Linked DNA regions of Gossypium hirsutum: region 2 is linked to region 1. A link is a contact called in public Hi-C data. All regions are on one chromosome and are shown on one strand. Each heading gives the region's core, a stretch centred on a gene start, on an enhancer-like site or on the middle of the called end of the contact. The rest is flanking DNA. Distances are from core to core; before and after follow the strand shown. Region 1 holds the start of LOC107953000 (CBL-interacting serine/threonine-protein kinase 9). Region 2 has its middle 20 kb from the start of LOC121204338.

The links. Hi-C and Micro-C count contacts between places; a contact is called where the count stands out from the background.
Region 2: a Hi-C map of leaf shows a contact between it and region 1, with 3 times the contacts expected there. The contact joins the enhancer-like site here to the promoter of LOC107953000 in region 1. A contact is called at or near these places in 9 of 34 Hi-C or Micro-C datasets (anther, leaf, petal and 1 more).

The regions. Positions count from the first base shown.
Region 1 is chrA07:29,385,452-29,390,027 of Gossypium_hirsutum_v2.1, reverse strand. LOC107953000 (CBL-interacting serine/threonine-protein kinase 9) reads left to right here and starts at 3,238. Exons shown (of 14, transcript XM_016888222.2): 1 at 3,238-3,632; 2 at 3,936-3,998; 3 at 4,100-4,171; 4 at 4,297-4,404; 5 at 4,511-4,576. The coding sequence starts at 3,441.
Region 2 is chrA07:29,497,926-29,502,480 of Gossypium_hirsutum_v2.1, reverse strand. No RefSeq gene overlaps it. Among protein-coding and RNA genes, the nearest start is that of LOC121204338, 20 kb to the left of the region's middle. Within about 2 kb of position 1,465, at least 3 of the 9 cell types and tissues checked have an H3K27ac peak or open chromatin away from gene starts, as enhancers often do. A contact at or near this core is called in leaf, where this site is marked.

The sequences.
Region 1 (4,576 bases), core at 1,989-4,488:
TGAATGTTGACTTTGAATTTGTATATGAATATTATAGCATTGATAGTAGCATGTGAAAGACCAAACGGTACGATTATTACAAGCCTTTTCGCTACGGTTATAAAATGAATCAACGGATTCAATAATGAAATGAGAAAGTGAAATTGTTCATATGATATGCCTTAATTTATATGTAATTGAGATGATATTGTAGATGGAATCAAATGTTGATATGTGACATGAAAATAAGCATTGAAGCATGATATTAAAAGCATGAGACAAGAAATGTAAACATGATTTAAGTTATGGTTGAATTTCATATTAAATGTACATTTTTATTTTGGTTATAATTGATTATTGTTTTGAATCACGTTAACACCATTAAGCTTCATTTCTCATCGTATGGTTTTGTTTGTTTCCTTGTGAAGATTTCAGATAAAAGCTTAGTAGACTTGAAGTCAAGCATCCAATTTCTCCTACTTAGCTTAAAAGTCACCTCATGTTATTTTATATGTATATAAGTGTTTTGAGTCTTATGGCATGTACCTAGGTTGGTTAGTATGTTCATAAGTTAATATTCAGTACTTTTGCCATTATGACCTATAAAGTTTTAAAGGTTAAGTTTTATTCTTTGATTAGCAATTATTATATGTTTGTTTATATAAGTTTGAATGTTTTAGTTAATAGGTTAAATCTTAATGCTTTGGATAATATGATCTAATGGTGTTTGATTGTGTTTACATGTGTTAATTTAGTGATTTTGCATTGGTGTAATATTTAGGGATGCTTTAGGTACAATTAGGTGAATTTTGAATGTTTGAAAATGTGCATTTTAGGTCATTTAATAATTAAGTCTCGAGACAATAAGAGTATGTCTTGAGACTGTTAGAACAAATATTTAGCTTATTATGCATTCAATTAATGTCTTGAGACATGTCAAATTGGTCTCGAGACAAACTAATTTAGGTCTTGAGACTAGTGGGTTTTGTCTCGAGACAAGAGCACATTGAAGCTAGATAACTCTTGCCCTGCTCCAGGTCTCGAGACAAGAACTCCTTGCCTCGAGACTTGCAAACAATGAAGCTGAAATAGAAAAATATAAGAGGCCTGTGTTGAGACCCAGTCTCAAGACTTGATGACTTTTGTCTCGATTCATAAGCTTCATTATCTCGAGAAATATAAACATTGAAGCAAATTTTCAAATTTTTTTATGAGTCTTGTCTCGAGACATATTGTTAAAACTTGACAAAAAGAATTTGGATTCGATTCCTAATCTTGTATTAGACTCTTCCTAAATTCTAATTGACTAGATTAAATATATGTATTTATGTGATTTAACTTTATGGATTTTTAATATTGATTGATATGAGTTGCTTTGGCAACATAACGTGATATTTCACATTTGAATCCAACGATCGGATCGAGTGCAGTGTGTCACAACCACAACTTTTGAACTTGCATTTTGTAAACCATCCAAATACCCTCGTTCAGATCAATGTTCAATGTGGTCGATTTTTTTATCAGCCCTAGTCATGTTCATGGTTCATTGTCGTTGTTGTTGGATTCCCTCTTCTTAAAGATGATTCAAATGTTAATGGTACCAATATTGAAATTTCAAGTTACAAATAAACCCCAAAAAAGTGTTTTGGACTAATTATAGAGAAGTCCCTAGCTTTAATTAAAAGTAAAAAAAAAATATCAAGTCAATTCGTTGATTAATGAAAATTTTAACGGTAATGAAAAATTTAAATAATTATCTGAATTAAAGTGATTAAATTAATAAAAAAATTTAAATGATGAAAATAAAAATATACTATTTAAGATGATGTGCTGTGGCTTATCCTAAAAACAAATAAATTGTAACAGGGATTCAAAATTTAAGCGTGATCATTATATTTATGGATATTTTTATTTGGATTTGACTCCTGCCATATTACGCTATAATTTGTTATTTGTTGAATTACAATGTTAATGGCACAGTACAGTTTGTCTTTTAAGGATACCTGTGCTTTGTCCCTGGTTAGGGTGTAATCAATCAAATCCACTTAATTTAATTAATTGGTTGATTAATCGATTTAATTTGATTGGAAGTTGGTTAATGATTTTTTAGAAATTTAATTATCAATTAATTTAGTTCGAAATTAGGTAATTAATCGAACTTAATAATTAATAATATAAATTATATGTAATTTTAATTCGGTTAACCGACCGAATTAACCGAAATCTTTCGGTTTGGTTGTTTAAAAGATTAAAAAGTTCGATTAATTCAGTTAATACTAATTCAGTTCAATTCGGTGCCTAGACATGATGATGGGTCGGGCTGAGAAAGTGGAAGAGTTTAAATAAAAATATAGGTCTGAAAAATAGACTTGGACAAAAAAATGAGGCCTGTTTTCTAAACCGATCGAGTCTTGGGTAAGCTTTTTTGGCCTTAGCTTGGCCCGAATTTGCAAAAATATAAAAAAAACTGCTGCTTTTGTTGCTGTCTTCATTATTTTTGTTGTTGTTTTGTCATAGTTCTGGTGCTATTTCGCTATTATATTACAACTATTTTATTGTTATTGTTTGAATATTGTATAACTCTTATTTTATTATTATTATTTTAGAGGTATTTGTTTACTAAGTTGCAACTATCTTAGGGTTATTTAAGTGTAAATAATTTTTTTTAAAAATTTATACATGTTATAAAATAAAGAGAGATAGAGAGTGTAAAGAACAAAAAAAATATGGGAAGTAATAGAAAATATATTTTATTGATCAATGGGATCAATATAATACTTGTTCAAAATTTTTATTTGTAAGCATAAAAAGTATAAATGAAATAGACATTTACTTAATAATATATTCATAACAATACATTTATTTTAATGTTTGTACTTGTAGTATATTTGATGTATTTTATTTCTAAAATTTATTTTTATATAAAAATTTTAATATAAACGGGCTGAATTGAACTTAAATTTTAACATTTTTACGTGAATTAAAATTGAACAAAATTTTAACTCAGGCCGAATCAAACTTAAAAACCCGCATAAAATTATATTAAGATCCGACGGGGGTCATCTTCACCTCTAATCGTGCCCCTCTGCCCTAAAAAGAATAAAACAAATATCAGGTGTAAATAGGAGAGACAGATGGGTAAAATTACGAAGGCCACGGAAGGGACACGGTAAAACTAAATCGGATCCACGTCATCAGCGGTGGACCCCAGCCTCCCAAAAAGTGCAAATAAATAAATGGCATCATAAACATCGTCATCAATATCATTTTGATTCAAACAGCCATCCTCCTTCCCCTCTCCCTCTCCCTCTCCCTCTCCCTTCTCCCATTTGTTTTCCTTCACATTCCTCTCACCGTTTTCGGCCGGGCTTGCAATTTTGATTTAAAAGAAAACCATCTTGAAAATCAGTAACGAAAGGAAATTGAAATCGGATCGAAGGGTTGAGGGCGAGAGGAGAAGAATGAGCACTAAGAAGAAAACATCGCAGGGTCACTTGAGTAGAACACGCATAGGAAAGTACAAGCTGGGAAGAACCCTGGGTGAGGGGAGTTTCGCAAAGGTCAAGTTCGCTGAGAATGTCGAGACCGGCCAGTGTGTGGCGATCAAAATCATGGATCGTGATCAAGTTCTACGTCACCGTATGGTCGAACAGGTGATCTCCCTTTCTAATGTCCCACCATGCATATTTTAAAACAACATTAAATTTAAAAACAAAAAATTGCATTTCAGTTATCTCCCTCCGCCGCCAATAAACATGGGGTCTCACGTAAACTTTACTACGGAAACAGGGAACCACGTGGGACCATGTTTAATGTGGGGGTCTATAGGTCAAACGTTGGATTAAATCGAATCTGGGTTCATGATTAAATATGTTCGCCTGTTTCATATTCAATCATTAATATTTTCGTTTCTTTGTTTTTTTCTCTTTTAATGATTGCAATTTTATTCGGGGCAGATAAAAAACGAAATCTCAACGATGAAGCTCATCAAGCATCCCAATGTCATTAAAATATTTGAGGTAAATGAAACTAATGTCTGCAATTATGGTGTTTGGTTTACTCTGCTTTGCATTGTTGATAAGATTTTTTTTTTTACTTTAATTTTGCTTCTAATGCATAGGTTATGGCGAGCAAGACAAAGATTTACATCGTGATCGAGTTCGTTAATGGTGGCGAGCTCTTCGACAAAATTGTAAGGACTTGTTGGGCATTTATAGTTAAATGAAGATGAAGCAAATGTTATATAAATTCGCTCATTGAGTTTCTATTCGCAATAGCTGTTTATTGTTTAAAGTAATAAATCTTTGATATTTATAGGCCAGGCACGGGAGACTCAAAGAAGATGAGGCTAGAAGCTATTTCCAGCAGCTTATTAATGCTGTTGATTACTGCCACAGTAGAGGCGTCTACCATAGAGATTTGAAGGTTCAGCTTCAATTAACTGATTGATGACTGCTTAAAAGCTTTCCACTTTGGAACTTGGGTTTTGCTTCCTGATTCATATGTGACATGTTCATTTCATTTTTTGCAGCCAGAAAATCTTCTTTTGGACTCCTATGGTGTTCTTAAAATTTCAGACTTTGGATTGAGTGCTTTC
Region 2 (4,555 bases), core at 216-2,715, 110 kb before region 1:
TGAATTATCAAAATTTTAAAACAAAAATCATAAATAAGAATTATATAAATAATTTATTTTATTTTAAAAATAAAATAAAAATTCATCCTAAGGATTTGAACTAGGGTACACAACATTCTAAAACATCAATTTTATCAATACAACCAAAAGTTAATTAACAAAATTATTTACATTTTTATTATTTTATCAATAATTTTTATTATTTTTTAAATGCATTGTTTAATTTTATTTATTTTTCACCTGCATAATGATTAGGCTGGCTAGGAAGTTTTTAGGCAGCTATATATTACTTAGACTTGTTGAAATGCTAGGCCGACATCCAAATTAAATTAGTCATCCTCTTTTTTAAATGTAACATTTGGTATTCTATTTTCATATTTAAGACTTCAAATAACAAGTTTCCAGATTTAGTTTCAAGTTAAGAGTATATATACCTTAGTGGAAAATGTTAATCAATTTTTAGTTAAGATAATATTTATAAAATGTAATATAATTGATGAATTATTTATTTAATGTAATAAAAATAACAAATTAAGTTAAATAATTTTTAAGGTAAATTATACCCAATATCACTAAATTATCAGTAAGTTTATATTTTAGTCACTTAATTTTAAAAAGTTACAAAATAGTCAAAGAATTGTTCAAAAGTTTTTATTTAAGTAATTGAGTTATTAAGTTTTTGTAAGCTCCACTAGTGAGCTCCAAGCGATGATTCGATAATTAGTATGGTGGATTAGTACCTATCGATTAGTAGAAAAACATATTTTAGATCTAAGTTGATCTAATGATTAGTGTCGGAGATTGAAGAAAAAAATTATTTAGATTTTGATTTATAATTTTTTATAATCAAAGTTGTTTCATAAAAGAAAAGCTGAATTTTTTATTAGTGTAGGTGTTGCGAACAGAAAAGGCTTTACAACAATAATTTTAACAATTTAGTGACTTTAACTTTTGAATAATTAATGACATTTTGTAAACTTTTAAAATGAATTATAAAATATAAACTTACTAATACTTAATATTAAGTATAATACCCTAATTTTTAACCGAAATCTATGAATACTAATTAACTGGACCTACTATATGTTAATGGGATGGTATTAGAAGAGCCCACTTGAGACGATTGAAGTGAAATAATGATAAAATGGGCTTTCCCCCTTGTCTATTTAAGGCCAGAACCAAAACTTCGTCGCACCCTGAAACTATTTGCAATTGAGGTGTACTGTACGCGTAGCCAATTTGATTGCCATCACCAAACAAAAGCTTCATGGAAAATGTGAGTGATGTTTGTATCTTCTAGAGATGGTGAAAGATTCTGAGAGCTGGATGTTGAATCACGAGCGTAGATTGGACCTGCAAACAAGGATGAACTAAGAATGCATCGATGAGTAAACTTCAATATCCCTTCGATGATACAGTTGAAAGGTTGAAGGGTATAATTAGTCTCCAGTTTGTAGCTATCCATCGTTTGTTAATGTCTTGGGCCATTTGGGCTGTATAATCTTTTGGATCTCAACCTTTATTATCTCATATTATACTATATACGAAAAAGTATTCAAACCACCTTATGCTTGATTAAAAATACTTACTTGTTTATGGTTTACTTATTAAATAAATTTTAAATAAAATGATAACTTTACCCTTCATTAGTTATTTTTTATTAATTTTTTATCTCTAATATTTATATTCAATAATTTTCAATTAAAAATTTAATTTTATTGAAAACCCATTTTAGCAGGAAGAAAAGTAATTAGAATAGCTTTTTGAAAGCATAGCAATTTTCTAAAGGCACAACTTATATCATTTTACTAAAATCAAAACAATTCATTGGTACATTTGCAAGATAAATCACTTTGAAAACTTCAATTAGACTTACAGCAGAAAACAGTACTGCGTATCATTTGAAAAATCGTGATTCTCTTTTTCTTTTAGTTATCTCAAGTTAAGCGTTATTAAAAAGGAAAAGACTTTTGCATAATAAAAACCAGAAAGGTTCTAAAGATCTCAACAAATCATAAAATATCTAAAAATAAATTAAACCCAAGAAAAAGTCCAAAATGTCCATAATAACAACAACAACCAGTGAAATCCATAGTACTAAACCAAAATAGAATGTGAAACCCGAGTTCTAGAGTCACCATCCTATCCTAAGTCAGAGGATCACCTGAAACAAAGCAACAAAGGCATGAGCTTAAAGCGCAATGTGTGATTTGGCTCATAATTTTAGTACAAACATACATATGTATCAAAATGTCTGATATAGTTTCATATTATATAATATTTTATACAAATCATATCTTAACGTATCATATCATATTGAATCTTAGCATATCATGTTCTATCGAATCATAACATAGCATATTTTATCCTACCATATCATGTCCTACCCCATCCGCTATACACTATCTCCGTCCAGCCAATCACACCATATAGGACTACAAGAGTCTATCCATCCAATCACACCAATTTGTAGCGATGTGCCACTAAGATATTTGCAATTGAGCTGCCATACAAAATTTGCGGTCTAGTTGCCATATAGCACTTCCTCCATCATATCATAACCCACCCTGGAACACAAATAAATCATAATCATATAGCATACTTACATATATCATAAATCATATGGCATACATACTACATATTTCATACAAATTATAACATAGCACACAATTTAAAGATAACATTTCTTACTTAACATACCTCTTAAGCTTATCCGAATACTTTTATGTATTGAAACTTAGGCCTTTCCGGCCCCATATGATGCCTATAGGCCCAAATTTTGAGTCCCTCAAATAGCCCCTAATTGAGCCCTAAAATTGAGCAAAAAGAACCACACAATCGTGTCACCCACACGACCTAAAAACTTAGCCTGTGTGCTCCACATAGTCTACCCACACGGTTTGCACAGTTTCACACGGCGGTGTGCCACACACAGCTTGACCATACATAATCTGGCCACACGTTCTACAAAGTTTCACACGACCGTGTGCCAAACACGATCTACCACATTACTTGAGACACGAACGTGTGGCAGTGGGCAGTTTTGAAAATAGCCCCTGTTTCATGATTTGTCAAGTTTCTATCGAGTTTAAGTGTCGTTTTCACACACCTGATCGAAAATACAATTAACCACACTCCTGAAACTCACAAAATCTACAATTGTTTATCAAACCCTACTCATTAATCACAATAAAACCCTTCTAAGAATGAATTTTTAAACCAAAATTTCAGAACGTATACTAATGTTGAATACTTACTCTTTAGAAACCAGTAAATAATCACAACGATTACTCCTCCAGAGGACATTGATTTCTACCCCTTTCGCCTAAAACAAAGTTAATCGCATACTAATTAAAACATAGGGAGAATCTAATCGTTAAAGTCCACTTAGACAAATCGAGCAGAATCGAACAATAACAGTAAAATAAATCACAAACTTACGTAACTATTCCTTTAACACAACCTACGCAAATCTAACAACAACTTATTGACGTAATAAGTAAACCCCCAAAGAAAGAAAATAAAGAAAAGCCCAAGCAAGAAAATAGAGCTATATAACTGAATCAAAAGCGAAAGGAAAAAAGAAAAAAGTTTGCAGACTTGGGAAATTAGAAAAGAAAGTGGAACGTGTATGAGGAGTAGTGATCAGTTGAAATTAGGACCAAATTTAGGGATTTGGCTATATTTTGATAATGTAAAGAATTAAATTAAAAAAAAGATAAAATATCCTATAATAATCTAACCATCGAGCTTTTACAATTTAAAAAGAACTTAACTTCCAACAAATAGCAAACAACAAAAATAATCCATATGCTCATGCCAAGACTTGAACTTAAGACCCTAGAGTATGCTAAAGCTTAACCATTGAACCACTAGGCTCATCGTTTTCATAACCCTACAAAGAAATTAATTTAAACACTAGGGCTCAAGCTTAACTTAAAGCCAAAATTAACAGAAAATCCCAAAACAAGGGAATCGAACTTAGGACCCAAAGCATACTTTCCAAGCACTTAACCACCACATTAAAGTAAATAATTTTGCAGACAAATACCTTCCAAAAACCAGAAATTCGAGGCATTACAACTCTCCCCTCTTAAAAGAAATTTTAGCTTCAAAATTTACCTGACTCGAAAAGATGAGGGTACTGCTGACGCATCAAGTCCTTAGGCTCCTAAGCAGCTTCCTTGGACCCATGATTCTGCCAAAGTACTTTACCTAGAGAAATGATATTTCTTCTCAAGACTTTAATCTAATGATCCAAAATCTGTATCAGCTCCACCTTAAAAGACAAATTTGGCCTCAACTCAACCTCCTCCACTAGAACCACATACAATGGATCAGATCGATAACATCTCAACATATACACGTGAAAGGCGTCATAGATGTGACCTAACTCTGGAGGTAACTAAAGCTGATAAGCAACTGGCCCCATATGCCTCAAAACCTAATATGGCATAATAAATCGAGGGCTTAACTTGCCCTTACGACCAAACTTGAGAATCTTTTTCCAAGAAAACACCTTAAGAAAAGCCTGATCCCTTACCTTATACTCAAT